Regions from separate parts of the Sus scrofa genome. Here region 2 is linked to region 1. The links are chromatin contacts, called in public HiChIP or PLAC-seq maps. All regions are on one chromosome and are shown on one strand. Each heading gives the region's core, a stretch centred on a gene start, on an enhancer-like site or on the middle of the called end of the contact. The rest is flanking DNA. Distances are from core to core; before and after follow the strand shown. Region 1 overlaps RAP1A (ras-related protein Rap-1A). Region 2 overlaps TMIGD3 (transmembrane and immunoglobulin domain containing 3).

Region 1 (7,114 bases), core at 531-3,030:
GGAAACACAAGACATGATACATGGAGTTCCCTCTGTAGCTCAGCGGTAATGAGCCCAACTAGTATCCATGAGGATGCGGGTTCTATCCCCGGCCTCACTCAGTGGGTGAAGAGTCCAGCGTTACCACAAGCTGCAGCATAGGTCTCAGATGCGGCTCAGATCTGGCACTGCTGTGGCTGTGGTATAGGCTGCACTTGTAGCTCTGATATGACACTGGCCTAGGAACTTCCATATACCACAGGTTAGGCCCTAAAAATAAAATAAAATAAAATAAAAAAATAAAAAATAAAAAAGGTGACAAATGAAGACAATGAAAATAAAAGCAAATACAGAGAACTCAAACCATATAAAAGGCATTTTGTGCCAAGTGATTTATAATCACTATTGCATTTGATCACTACAAGCACCCTATAATGTACTAACGTCATTATACTCATTTAAGGATGTGAAAAATTAGGCTCAAAATAATCCTAAAGACTTTTGGTCAGAAATACATATCTGTCACCAGAGATGTTAAAATGCTAATAAACCTTGAGATGTTAAAAGTGCTACTAAACCAATTTTTAAAAAAATGAATGACCGTGATCTGAATTTAAAATGCCTTTTTTTTTCTTTTCTTAGAAAGCAGTAATAGCACAATTTTTACCTCAATACAGGGAAAAGAAATTCAACACACAGATTCTGCAGATGAGCTCAACATCTAACACTGATATGTGAGCATTAAGTACATCATAGATAGTGCCACCCACATAAGAAAATTTAAGAAGTCCTACACAGAGACCAAGTTCTTAATCAGAATAAATGCTTTTACTCAGAGGAACCGTTCAGGCGACAAAAACCTATTCACAAATTAAAATCGATCACAAAAAGAGAAAACATGCTTACCGTTCCCGCTGTATCCAGGATTTCGAGCATACACTGTTGGCAGTCTACTTCAACTTGCTGTTGGGGTAGGGTGCGGGGGTGGAGGGGGATGAAAAAGTAACATCAAAATGTCAGTCTGTTTTCCTCCCACTTCTTTGCTCAAAGTACCTATTAACAACTACAAAGCCTTTCTCTAGCAGTTTCCTGTATCGGTGGAGATCTAACTTGGTGCTACAATAAAGAACAGGAGGTCTCAAACACATTCTATTAATACTACAAAGCCAGGACTGCTGATGCTGAGTTTAGGCATTTTCTGACCACTATGAACACTGAGTACTGATTTGTGTTGTTATTAAAAGGCAACGGTCATACCCTGTAATTTAAGAAAAACTATAACCAACAGGTATAATTCTAACAGGGGAAAAATGGATAAAGTATGTATATTTATATTCTCTTCAAAACAAAGCACACAAGTACTAAATAGTTCAAAATATAGCCAAGACTGGGAGGGTAAAGAAAACTTTGCCAACTTACCACATTCAAGCTGTTAGAGTTTTACTAAACAATGCCCCAAATTTAACACACAGGAGCATTAATTTAAGAGTTAAAAGGGAACACAGAATAACACTGAACTCCTACAGCTCTCAAGACTTCTACGTCTTTGGAAAAACTGTGTGCATAAGGCAAACTTTTAGATACTGGGTTCTACTTTCCCAGTGTTGCACAGAAGAGAAGGTTGGCCTAAAGCAAGTATCAACTATTAACCGTGTGGACATTTTTTAATAAAGAAGGGATTTAGAAAAGTGTAAAATCTTTGACATTCAAGGTACAGATCTTTGTTTGCAGTTAATGCTTTAACCAGCAACTGATTTGGGGGAAATTTCAGTAATGCAACACTGTCTTCTAAAAATAGACATACTGACCTAAGGACTATTTTAAACTCTGCTTCTGTGTCACATCAGGGATTGATGAGGAGCACGATGGGTAGAGTCCCAAACTCCACTGTTCCATTGTTTACGGGACTAAAGTGATAATAATCTGCCCTCTCTGTGAATGCGTATGTTCAACGAATAATGAATTCACTCTGTGGTTTCTCAATGTACCACCATTTGGTTTCCAATTTACAGATAATGAAACTGCTATTCCGGTAGGCTTGAAGAATTTAATTCAACAGAAATTATAGCACTATTTAAGGTAAATTTTAACATCCAACAAAGCAATTCTTTCTCATTTGTTGGAAGGGAGGTTTAATCTTTTTTTTTTTTTTTTTCTTTAATGTATCGTTGGCTACTAGGCTTTCTTACAACACTGTCTCCCTCCCTACCGCTGCCCCCACCATACTTGGGAAATAAAGACTTGAAAATTCTCCACAATTCCAGCTAGTTTTCTAATTAAATAGAACAGTATTTTTTTGTCAAGACCAACTACTTAAATTTCTTTTCCTTTTAAACAAACTTTACTTTTTAGAAAGCAGTTTTAGGTTCACAGCAAAACAGCAGAAAAAGTAGAGTTCCCACATACCATTTTCCTGTTCCCCGCTAGCCTCCCCCACCATCGGCATCCTGCACCAAAGTGGTACATTTGTGAAAATCAGTGAACCTGCATTTGCACCATTATCATGCAAAGTCCATAGTCTGCAGTTTTACTCTTGATGTTGTACATGCTACAGGTTAAGACAAATGTATGAGGCCATGTATCTACACTAAATTATTACACAGACTCCAACTGTCTAATTTTTTATAGTCTAAAGGTGAAATATCTTTAAAGTTATTATATAATTAAACAAAAATAACTTTCAGTCACTGGATAACCTCAAGTATAAAGTGATCTTAATTTTAGTTCACACAAAGAGTCATCAAAAATATACCTACTATTTATATGCAATTTTTCTATATTAAAAAAAAAGGCCACCAAGAAAATGGGTATATTAAAGGACTGATTACATTAATCAGCGAGAGAATGTGGAGCTCTCTTTAGCTAAGCAATATTCTACGAAAAATACCACGTCTTGGTGAAACTTTTAAAAACAGATACAGAACATTGGGTCATTTCTCAGAACTATTTTTAAAAAAGCAATTCCAGGGATCAAGTTTTAAAGTCATAAGAAACTACTTGTAAGCATGAGCATACACGTTTCACATTTTACCTTTCTGTAGGAATCTTCTATCGTTGGGTCATATTTTTCCACAAAAATTCCCTGAACAAATTGAACGGTCTAAAAAAAAAAAAAGCAGACAAAAGTTAAGGACTTAAAAGAAAAATCAGCCCCTCTTAAATGTTACTTAACCTTGCAAAATCGCAACGATTAAATGAAATTATGTGAAAACTCTGGTAAAAATGCAAATTGTAAAGTATCATTATTTTTCAATATAAGGATACATTCATAATTAAGAGTATACTTAGGAAAGGAAGTGGTTGTGTTAAAAACTGTCAGCAATGCTGCTGCTGACATTACACTGTTAAAATAATTACTACATTAAGTTTCAAAGTACAATGAAGATACAAATAAGATACATATAAGGATATGGATTCTAATTTATTAAAATGTGAAAATTTATCAGTATTTAAAGTCTTATTACTCCTTTATGAATCTGTAGCAATTTTTATCTTATGCCCTCAAAGGAGAGACTGTAAATTTTAAACAGTCTTCAAACAGCCTTTCTAATTGTGGGGGAAAATCAAGTTTTTCTGATTTGCCAGCTGAAATTCAAAAGTATCCCTTCCTGATTTCAAACCCTTGTTCTTTTCATTGGAAGACACTATACACCCATCTTTTTCAGATCATCTACTTTTATCTCTTAAATTTCTATAAGACTAGATATTTTGTCATTCCGTAAATGAAAAGAAGGACAGAAGGTAGTTGCGAGATATTTCCTGAACAGCTGGCACATCACTGCCTAAAAGCAAGGGTAAAAATGTGGCCTGAGGTCATCCACACTACAATTAGCCAGAGGAATATAAATGCACTATTTTAGCTTGAGCTAAATAGATTAACCTGAAGATAGCAAGCTTTTCAACTATCTATAACGGTGGTTCCGTTTCCTCAGCTCTCATTCACTCTTCAACCCATCCAGGATGGCTGTGGCCTCATCACTTTACTGAAGCTGCTTTTATCACATCCGGCTCCCTCTATATTCTCAGAGCATCTCTCTTCTCTTCAGGTGATTTCTGAGTAGTCAAGCAAAGGTACATTCTTTACATTCATGTACAAGATCTATTTTCTATGTTGGATCCTCCAATCCTACCTACTCTTTCAAGGCAATGGATACTCAGACCTCAGTCCTTATTCTCTCTCTAGGCTCTCCCCAGACAACCTCATTAATTCTTATGAATTTTTATTTTTAAGTAGTCAAATCATTTTAAAAAGGTAATGCATGGACACAGGACAAAATGCAAAAGGCACAAAAAGAGTATGTAATGGTAAAGAACTCTACCTACCAGCTTTTCCAACTGGACTCCCAAGGAAGTAACTAATATGTTATCTGAAACTTGCTGAACATTTGCAGAAATAGTCTTTGCTCTTTTATAACATCTCTCCCATCACCCTTCTTCTTCTTCTTTTTTTTTTTTTTATCAAACACACATGGTACTCTACACTGCTTGGTATCTTTTTCCCTCTAAGTCACACATCTTGGATTTCATTACATATCAGTATATAGAGAGCTACTGCCTTCTTTTTTTATGGTTTACACTACTCTCCCTGAAATACGTATTAATACGTAGGCATTCAGATTGTTTCCAAATTCTTGCCACTGTAAAGAATGTTATAATGGATATCCCTGATCATGTCATTTTGTATATCTCAACATATGTATGGGATACACTTCCAGAAGGGAACTTGCAGAATTGAAGGTTACCCATGCATTTAAAATAACAGATACTTGCAAACATTCACCACGGAGGTACTAATTTACACTCCTAACAGTAACGTAATTCTCATGAACTAAATACCATAGATATATTAATGGCAACTCAAATCATATCATGAGTCCTTTTTTTTTTTAGGGCCGCACCATGGTATACGGAAGTTCCCAGGCTAGGGGTCTAATCAGGGCTGCAGCAGCCAACCTATGCCACAGGCATAGCAATGCCAGATCCGAGTTGCACCTGCAATCTACACCACAGCTCATGGCAATGCCAGATCCTTAACCCATTGAGCGAGGCCAGGAATCGAACCCATGTCCTCATAGATACTAGTTGGGTTCTCGTTACCACTGAATCACAATGGGAACTGCCACAAGTCCCTCTTTTAAGCTATTATCTTGAGGATCTGATTATTTGATGCATTTACTTGAATATCTCATAAGCACATCAAATTTGACATGACTCTTGATTTTCACTCTCAAATCTGCTCATTCTCCAGTGTCTCCATTCTACTTATATGGTCCATTCATAAAACCAGTAGGTCAGCTAGAAACCTGGGAGTGAGTCATCCTTGACAGCACCTCTCCTAGTGCTCCTATCAATCCAGCAAGAAGTTAATGTCGGTTCTCCTCCCTATTCACTCTCAAAACATCTACTTTTCTCTTCATCATTGCTAATATAAGCTTCCACAAATAACAATCTGGTGTATCACATTAACTCCCAACATGTCTCCCACATCACTGCCTATCTTCTAAATTATTCTTTATAGAACAAAGTGCTCTTTTTAAAACGTACATCCAATTCTGGAGTTCTTGTTGTGGCGCAGTGAAAACAAATCCCATGAGTATCCATGAGGATGCAGGTTTGATCCCTGGCCTTGCACAGTGGGTTGGGGATCCGGCGACACCATGAGCTGTGGTGTACGTCACATCACAGACAACACGGCTCAGATCCAGCATTGCTGTGGCTGTGGTGAAGGCCAGCAGCTGTAGCTCCAATTCGAGCCCTAGCCTGGGAACTTCCACATGCCTTGGGTGCAGCTCTAAAAAGACAAAACAACAAGCAACCAAACAGTAACAAAAAAAAAACCAAACCAAAAAAACCCATATATCCAATTCTGTCCCCACCACCGATTTCCCCAAACCCTCCCTTCAATAGCTTCTCATTGTTATTAGGAATAAACTTACTTGATCTTCCAGTCATGATCTGGCCCCCTCTCACCTCTTTTCCCTCTACTTCCCTCCCTGTTCACTCCCGTCCCAGCAGTTGTGACCTTTTGTGGTTTGTTCAAATGCTAATTTAGGTTCCATTGTCATAAGGGTCTCTCTAACAATCTATACTTTTAAAGTAAACTCTCTGAAAGAGACAGTCACTGTTTTTGTTCACTGTTTTAACTTTAGAGTCTGATATTGTAGAAGCACAATAAATATTTACTAAATAAACATAGCATGTGTACAAAAAATGACCTTCACTCCACGTAGGTGTGGGGAGGGGGTAGGGCAGGACTTACTCCATTGGTACCTGTAACAATCAGTCTCCTTTACCAGAATATAAGTTCCTTAAAAATAAAAACAATTTTATTGCTCTTTGACACACAGTAGGAAGCCAATAAAGATTTGGTAAATGAAAGAATGAATGAGCCACCACTGCAATACTACATATCCGTGGTTACTGAATAAGTCCCTGTCCCCTGGTGGGCCAAACATTAGGCATTTTAAAAACACTACCACCTTCTCTTTAGTGACTAGAAGTTGTAAAGCAGGCAAATATCAATGTTCTTCTGCTATTACATTAACTAGTTATAGTTAGGTGGCTAACTTACCAGAGCAGACTTCCCCACGCCTCCTGAACCAAGGACCACTAGCTTGTACTCACGCATGATGTGGTCTGTTTAAATACTGACAATCTGAAAAAAAAGTTCAAAGATTAATAAACATGCTAAGAATAGCGTAACAATGTACAACTGTTATGTAAAATAACATGAGATTTTTTTTTTTTTTTGGTTTGTTTTTTCCCTTAAAACTATCAAGAGGAAGAAAGAGGCTATATAAATATGTACCACTAAATTCAGAGGACAAGTGCCAGGCATTTTAATTCATTAAAGATTGTCTTTGATTAGGCATCAATTATTAGCCTATTATGTTCCTTTTTTTAAAAGATTTTAATTTTTTTATTATAGTTGATGTTATGTTAGTTCTAAGAGTATTTGATCAGAAAATAAGATGAGAACTAGTAGTTGTCTCTGAACTACAATCATGATCTCAATATATACTTTTTTGAAGAATTCACTCATGAGCTTTCACATAATGAAAATGCTATTTGCTTAAAATATCATACATAATTCTATACTATTTTGTTCATTATTGTATTATTGGTAAACCATGTA
Region 2 (7,048 bases), core at 2,730-5,229, 170 kb after region 1:
TCCAATTGCACCTTCCCTACGATCTAATTCATTTTCTTTCTCGTCCTTCTTTTCGATGTTCTGGATATCTGACTTGAGGACAGTGTTCTACTGCTACGGCTGCCTGTGCCCCTCCCTCCCAAACAGAAGTGATGGAGTTTGAAGGATGCCTCCACTGACATCCTGACCAAAGGCGCCCAATCAGGCTGGATACATACCCGATGCTGACCCAGTTCTACTCCACCGTGGAACTAGGAGGACAACCCTGCTCTTGGCAGATGCCTGCAAGATGGTGGGAATGCAAGGAATGAACTGAGTTTAAGGGGGACTTAAATTGCTGAACTCACTTGTCAGTGTATTTGAGTAAATAAAAGAGGATAACTACCTAGTGTGTAGCTCTTTGCTGAGGGTCAGACCCAGCTGGCTGCTCCTGGCACTCAGGCTGCTTGCTACCTGATGTCATGTGACTTGTTCATCTGTGTAAATTCTAGGACCTTCACCCCGGCCCCCCAACACCCGACTCCTTTTTTCCAGGGCTGATGAGAGCATTTGTCAGCTTTATGAACAGTTCATCAGGTGTTAGAGAAGAGACACTGCTTATCCCATTGCGCCATAGCAGGAGCGTCCTGGTGTTTTATTTTAATAGGATTAGTGGAAGCACGGCAAAAAGAGACACTGGGTAACCATCATTTGTTGAGCACTTTCTATGTACTAACCATTTTGTATACATTATCTCTTTTTTTTTCTTTTTTAAAAATTGAGGAGTTCCCATCGTGGCGCAGTGGTTAACGAATCCGACTAGGAATCATGAGGTTGCGGGTTCGATCCCTGCCCTTGCTCAGTGGGTTAACGATCCGGCATTGCCGTGAGCTGTGGTGTAGGTCACAGACACGGCTCGGATCCTGCGTTGCTGTGGCTCTGGTGTAGGCTGGCGGCCGCAGCTCTGATTGGACCCCTAGCCTGGGAACCTCCATATGCCGTGGGAGCGGCCCAAGAAATGGCAAAAAGACAAAAAAAAAAAAATTGAAGTACAGTTGATTTACAACGTTCTATTAGTTTCACATGCACAGCACAGTGAATCAGTTATACACACCCACACCCACACCCACACACACACACAAATCTGTTCTTTTTCAGATTCTTTTCCCTTATAGGTTACTATGAGATGTTAAGTACAGTTCCCTGTGCTATACGCTAGATCTTTGTTGGTTATCTATTTTATATATGGTAGTCTGTGTATTTTAATCCCAAACCCCTAATTTATCCCTCCCCCGGGGCGTGCATTATCTCTTTTGGCCCTCACAGTCTTTGAGGTCCCACCATTATTATCAGCGCTATTTTGCAGAAGAAAAAAACTGAGGCACAGAGAGGTTAAGTAACTTGTCCACGATCACACAGTTAACAAGTAGGAGAGCCAGGATTTAAATGCAGCCCTGGAGTTCCCGTCGTGGCTCAGTGGTTAATGAATCCGACTAGGAACCGTGAGGTTGCAGGTTTGATCCCTGGCCTCGCTCAGTGGGTTAAGGATCTGACGTTGCCCTAGCCTGGGAACCACCATGTGCCACGTGTGTGGCCTTAAAAAGACAAAATAAATAAATAAATAAACACAGCCCTGCCTTGTGAGAGAGCCCAAGCTTCTTGCTACTCTCCGTAGACATGCAGAGGGACCTGTAACTTCTACAAAGTCCAAACTCTTAAGTTCAGCTTAGGTACAATGAACAGACACCTGGGTACAAACTCTGGTTTGTATAGTCACAGACTGCTGGGGTTTTGGCCTTAGCTACGATTGCTGATCTCTCATTAATCAGGACATCAGACAGCAACAGAGTTCTGGTCACTTCATTCGGGTACTGAGTGTGGCTCTGGAGATTCGAGGTGGCACCTCGGAGGGGGCTCTTCAAATCGGCAGCTGTGGCCCGTCACCCCCAACAATAAATGTATTAACTTGATGAAGAGCAGCAGGATGGAGATTTCAGTTAAACCACATCAAAGAGGATAAGTGTACGGAAAACATTTTTTTTTTCTCTCTCTCAATGAATTCTTAGCCAATATCCTGCAAGTTTATCCTACCGCTGATCTTAGGCCAGAGTCTGATAACCATGTTTATCTTGTTAACATTTCACTGCAGGGAAGTGTCCTGTGTCGCGCCTTGTCGGCCCAGGAAGGATCAACTCTATCTGGGATGTTTAAAAGCCCACATGCACTTTTGTGCTAGTACCAGGCGGAGTTGGGCACCCCAATAGCCATGGCCTGGTGCCATTCCCAGTCCTCTGTTCCGGGCAGAGGAGCAGGGTGCACCCCACCATTTCTGGGGGTTCCTGGACATGGGAGGGTACTTTTGTCCTGATAAGCTCCCTGTCAACATTTTGGGGTAGTTTTTGCTTTCAAAAAAACAAACCTTCCCCGCCTCCAATTTTTTTTCTTAACGGTACCCTCTTGTTTGATTTAAGGCTTTTCGCCCTGAATTAATTTTTGTGTTTAGTTAAAATGCCCCTCAGGACCAGGCCCTGGGTTTACACTGGGGCACCGGGTGTCCCTGGCACACTGTTCTGCCCAGGACTCGCCTTTGCCCCGTGGGGAGACTCGAGGGCAGGGCTGGCTGGTTCTCAGGCTGTAGCAGCACTTGGAACTTTGCCCTTTTTGGAAACTTGAGTTGAAGTGTCTGCTTCCCCCCCAAAGAGAACAGCAGTCCATCCCAGATCATGCGGTGTCCTCAGACAAGCTGTATTTCCTGAGTTTCAGAAAAACATCCCCCCCCTTCTCTTCCTCCTCTTCTCTCTTCTCCCTCTTTTCTTTCCATGGGAACCTCTTGAGTGAAGGGGCTCTGCCAGCCCAGAAGAGGCCCTTACGGTGAAATGGCTTTTGGTGTGAGCTCAAAAAAGATGAACCGGAGTTTCCATTGTGGCTCGGTGGGTTAAGAACCTGACTAATATCCATGAGGACACAGGTTTGATCCCTGGCCTCGCTCAGTGGGTTAAGGATCCAGCGTTGCTGTGAGCGGTGGTGTAGGTTGCAGAGGCAGCTCGAATCTGACATTGCTGTGGCTGTGGCGTAGGTTGGTGGCTACAGCTCCAATTCCATCCCTAGCCTGGGAACTTCCATGTGCTGTGAGTGTGGCCCTAAAAAAAAAAAAAAAAAAAAAAAAAAAAAGATGAACCAAAACTCACTGGTAAGGAGCTGGACCAGAAGCAGCGAGACCCACTCTGGTTTCAAGTTTAGAGATTAGTGTCCCAGGAGTTTTGCCAAGTCTGCCTCCTGCCCAGCTCCCTCCAGCTAAACATCAGCATGAGCGGCTGCTGGGCTTTCATTTTAAAAGGAACACGGTGAAAAGACCACCCAGACCAAACCGAGGTTGGCTCCCTCCTCCTCCATACGAATTCGCTAGAACAAAGGTTGATGTTAAGTCTCTGGGCTGATTTACTCAATTTATTTTTTATTTTATTTTATTTTGCTTTTTTGCTTTTCAGGGCTGCACCCACAGCATATGGAGGTTCCCAGGCTAGGGGTCAAATCGGAGCTACAGCCATTGGCCCACACCACAGCCACAGCAACACGGGATCCAAGCTGCATCTGCACCCTACACCACAGCTCACAGCAATGCTGGATCCTTAACCCCCTGAGCGAGGCCAGGGATCGAGCCTGCAACCTCATGGTTTCTAGTTGGATTAGTTTCCACTGTGCCGCAATGGGAACTTCAATTTACCCAATTTTTTTAATCAAGTCAACTGTGGAAATGAGTGAAGCCCAACCAAGTGAGAGAAGCACAGGCTATTTATTCTGAGCTTACGATAGCACGGGAGTCAGCCGCCACCCCTTGCTTTTTGGCAGAGACTCAAAGGCAGGCCAAGGAGTGGGGTCCTTCTACGTTGTAGAAAAAAGGCTGCAGGTCCATCCTGACTGGAGCCCATCGGCCTGGGGGGCCTGCAGGCGGGCTGAAGTGGGGCATCCTTGTGTGACTGCTTAGGGGGGTTGGCTTTTTCTGGTTGGTCCCTCATTGGACAAAAATTAGGGAAGCGCTCAGTGATTCATCAGGTCCTGGCCACTCGAGGCCAATTGTTACAAGGACTATTGTTTGGCTCACCGGATTGTTCTTGGGAATGATGGTCTCACTTCCTATAAGTCTGGTTTACATCAGGCTGGCTTCCTGGGCCAGTTACTATAGATAAGGGGCTGGTTTCCTGGGCTGGTTGCGGGCCAGAGTTCTATTTTTATATGTGGTCTGGCCACGGTCCCTCTGAATGTTCAGTTTCTAAGCAACAAATGCACATTTTCTAGAGAAACCCTGCCCTTAGATACTGTATGGGATGATGGGAATAAGAAAATTAGGCTGCATCTTGCCCCAAGTGCTCAGGTGACATGGCAGATGTAAAAGGCCTTTGTAAACTCCAAAGGGGTCCATAGTTTTGCAGTTGTTGCTACTGGGGAAGCAGAATCAAGTGATGGAAAGAATATTTTTTTCTTTTCAGATTCAGCACCCCCCACCCCCTGGTGGCTACCCTAGCTGTGTGAACTCAATCTTAGCCATTACTTAAACTGAGCCTCCATCTTTCTCATTTGTAAGATGAAACTAATAATACCTGTGTCAAAGGAAGGGGCTCTACAATGGCGTGAATGCCAGGAGGCATCTCAGAGGCTGACTATGGCAAGGTCACTGTCACCTTGGAAAAAGCCTAACAATTATTTCCCTCTAGCATCAGCTACCTAGTCACTGTCCAAATTTTCTCAATGGTTTGCTTCAGCCAGGATCCAAAAAAGTTCCACGTGTTGCAGTCGTGTCAGGGTGTCTCTTAAGCCGCCTTTCATCTGTAGATTCTTGCACCCTTCCTTTTTCTCCCCTTGTAGTTTGATTGTTGACCTCATAAAGGTCTCATGAGGAAGAGATGAGGCAATAGAGGCAAAGTCCCTGCAATGATGCAGGTGAAACAAGAACTGTGATGCTGGCCCGTATGCTGACTTGGTGTGAATTAGACACAGGGTCCTCTTCTGCAGGAAAGGACGTTCTTCAAAACCTGGGCAGCCACCCACTTCTGGCCCTTGATGAATAATTGTCGCTCTGGGACGTGCTGAGTAAGCATTCCGCTGAAGTTCACCCGAGGGTGGTTCTATAATTCCAACTTTAAAAATCAGGGAGCTCCCCTTGTGTTGCAGAGGAAACCAACTCCACTGTGTATCCATGAGAATGCAGGTTCAATCCCTGGCCTCCCTCAGTGGGTCAGGGATTTGGCATTGCCATGAGCTACGGTGTAGATCGAAGATGCGGTTCGGATCTGGAGTTGCTGTGGCTGTGGTGTGGGCTGCCAGTTGCAGCTCCTCTAGCCTGGGAACTTCCATATGCTGCAAGTACAGCCCTAAAAATCAAAGCAAAACAAAAAAAAAACTTTAAAAATCAGTGGCCAGGTCATATGATTCCCATTAAGAATCAGGGGAAGCTTCTGCTGCATAGACAGAGAGCCTTGATCTGGCTCTGCCCAGGAAAATCTTCAGGATGTCTATAGGCTGCGGCCTGGCTGCTGGTGCCCAAACACCCACACTTTCATCTGCTCACATGCTCCAGATGCCAGGCACATCTGCCACTGACAGCTGCAGGCTCCAGCCCCAACCCACTCCCCAGATGAGGCTGCAGTGGTCACTGGGGAGGCAGGGTAGTTATGAATCTCCGTCCTAGTCTTCCTCTCAGCTGAACAGGAACTGGGCCTCCAAGAGTTGTGGACAGACAAGAGGCCTGGCCTCGGGTGACACCTGGACCACTGGCAGGACAGCACAGTCACAAAGCCGAGTACGTGCTGGTGAGGTTATGTGTGCACATGCTCTTCTGCGTGTGGACAAGGCCTTGTGTTCCAGAGTGGATTTATCTAAGAGGGGGATCTCCATTGTTTGGGCTCTGCTGGGAAGCCCAGAATTTTCTCAGTTGCCCCACATTACTATAGAAGTAAGCTTATGTCCATGTATGGCATCCCTCTGACGAGGGACCCTTGTGCAGTGCACAACCCAGATACCTGTACATAGTGGCACTTCTTGGATTAACTGGTTGGTCCTCCTTTCCCATGGTCTCTCCAAACAGGATGAAACCATCTTAAGCTCCAAGACGTCTGTTTCTTTTAAACAGATCCAGAACGCCGAAGACCCCCTGGGTCCGTCTGGTCATCCCAGTTGAAGGTTCACTTCCTTCCAGCCATGGGGCTCTTCATTCTGCTCTCCTTGACTGTCGTTTCAGGTAAGAGATGGGGAGGGAACATCTCCAGCCTCAAGCTTCCCAGCGACCTTGCATTGCCTTCTCCTTTTCTACTTGGAGTTTCTGCTTATTAGCTCAACTCACCAGAAGGACCAGGCTGGGAAAATAAAAGGAGGTGAACTTAGGTCTGGTCCAAATGAGTTCTTTGTTCTTACCTCTCATAAAAGCGCAGTGGGGAATTGGAAACCCTCAGCTGAAATGAAGGCTCTGTATTCTCCCTTTCAGTTTAAGGTCCCTTCCCTCCCCCTTCTCCCCTTGAACACGTTTGTGCTGATGTGTGAGGATGGGACTTTCCACTTTGTGTCCATGCCTGACCCCAAAGATGAGACTCAGAGGACCAGGCTGGCCCCCGCTCCACTGCCCTCTAGCCTCGTGACCTTTGGGAGTTACCGTGCCTCTGCTTTGCACGAGCTTCCTCACGGGGTTGATATGAGAACAAAATATCACATCATGTCAAATGATATCGGAGAGCCCAGCCTGCTCTGTAGGCTGGTCCCACCCAGTGTGGGCTACGGTTGAGGCAGCATTTGAGGGGAACCGAGCAGGCGTCTGGAAGGCTGAAGAAGGCGTGGGCTCTGTAGCCCATCAGGTCTCCTTGGTCAGACACTTCCCCAGCCACGGTCAAGCTGGACGGAGTGGGCACAACTTCCTCGTGATGCAACATCCTGAGACAGCAGAGGTGTCCACACCAGTTTTGCGTGGAGGAAATATGAAGTTCTTAGCCCCTGAGGACAGGGCAGAGTCTGACTCCTCTGTTTTCAGCCCAACACAGCCAGCAGAAGCCTCCGAACCACCTGACTTTCTTTTTAAAAAAAATGGAAGTTCAGTTGATTTGCA

The links. HiChIP or PLAC-seq counts read pairs in DNA pulled down with a chosen protein or histone mark.
Region 2: an H3K27ac HiChIP or PLAC-seq map of skeletal muscle shows a contact between it and region 1. The contact joins two enhancer-like sites. A contact is called at or near these places in 1 of 47 Hi-C or Micro-C datasets (epiblast stem cells) and 1 of 2 datasets of contacts at active chromatin or transcription factors (skeletal muscle).

What each region holds. Positions count from the first base shown.
Region 1 is chr4:108,688,086-108,695,199 of Sscrofa11.1, forward strand. RAP1A (ras-related protein Rap-1A) reads right to left here. Exons shown (of 8, transcript XM_021090035.1): 2 at 6,604-6,634; 3 at 3,011-3,079; 4 at 886-942. The coding sequence starts at 915. Among named protein-coding and RNA genes, the nearest start is that of FAM212B, 41 kb to the left of the region's middle. Within about 2 kb of position 1,781, at least 8 of the 83 cell types and tissues checked have an H3K27ac peak or open chromatin away from gene starts, as enhancers often do. A contact at or near this core is called in skeletal muscle, where this site is marked.
Region 2 is chr4:108,857,407-108,864,454 of Sscrofa11.1, forward strand. It overlaps TMIGD3 (transmembrane and immunoglobulin domain containing 3), which reads left to right. Exons shown (of 8, transcript NM_001243436.2): 3 at 6,086-6,193. The coding sequence starts at 6,154. ADORA3 (adenosine A3 receptor) reads left to right here. Exons shown (of 2, transcript NM_001243435.2): 2 at 1-363. Among named protein-coding and RNA genes, the nearest start is that of ADORA3, 6.6 kb to the left of the region's middle. Within about 2 kb of position 3,980, at least 7 of the 83 cell types and tissues checked have an H3K27ac peak or open chromatin away from gene starts, as enhancers often do. A contact at or near this core is called in skeletal muscle, where this site is marked.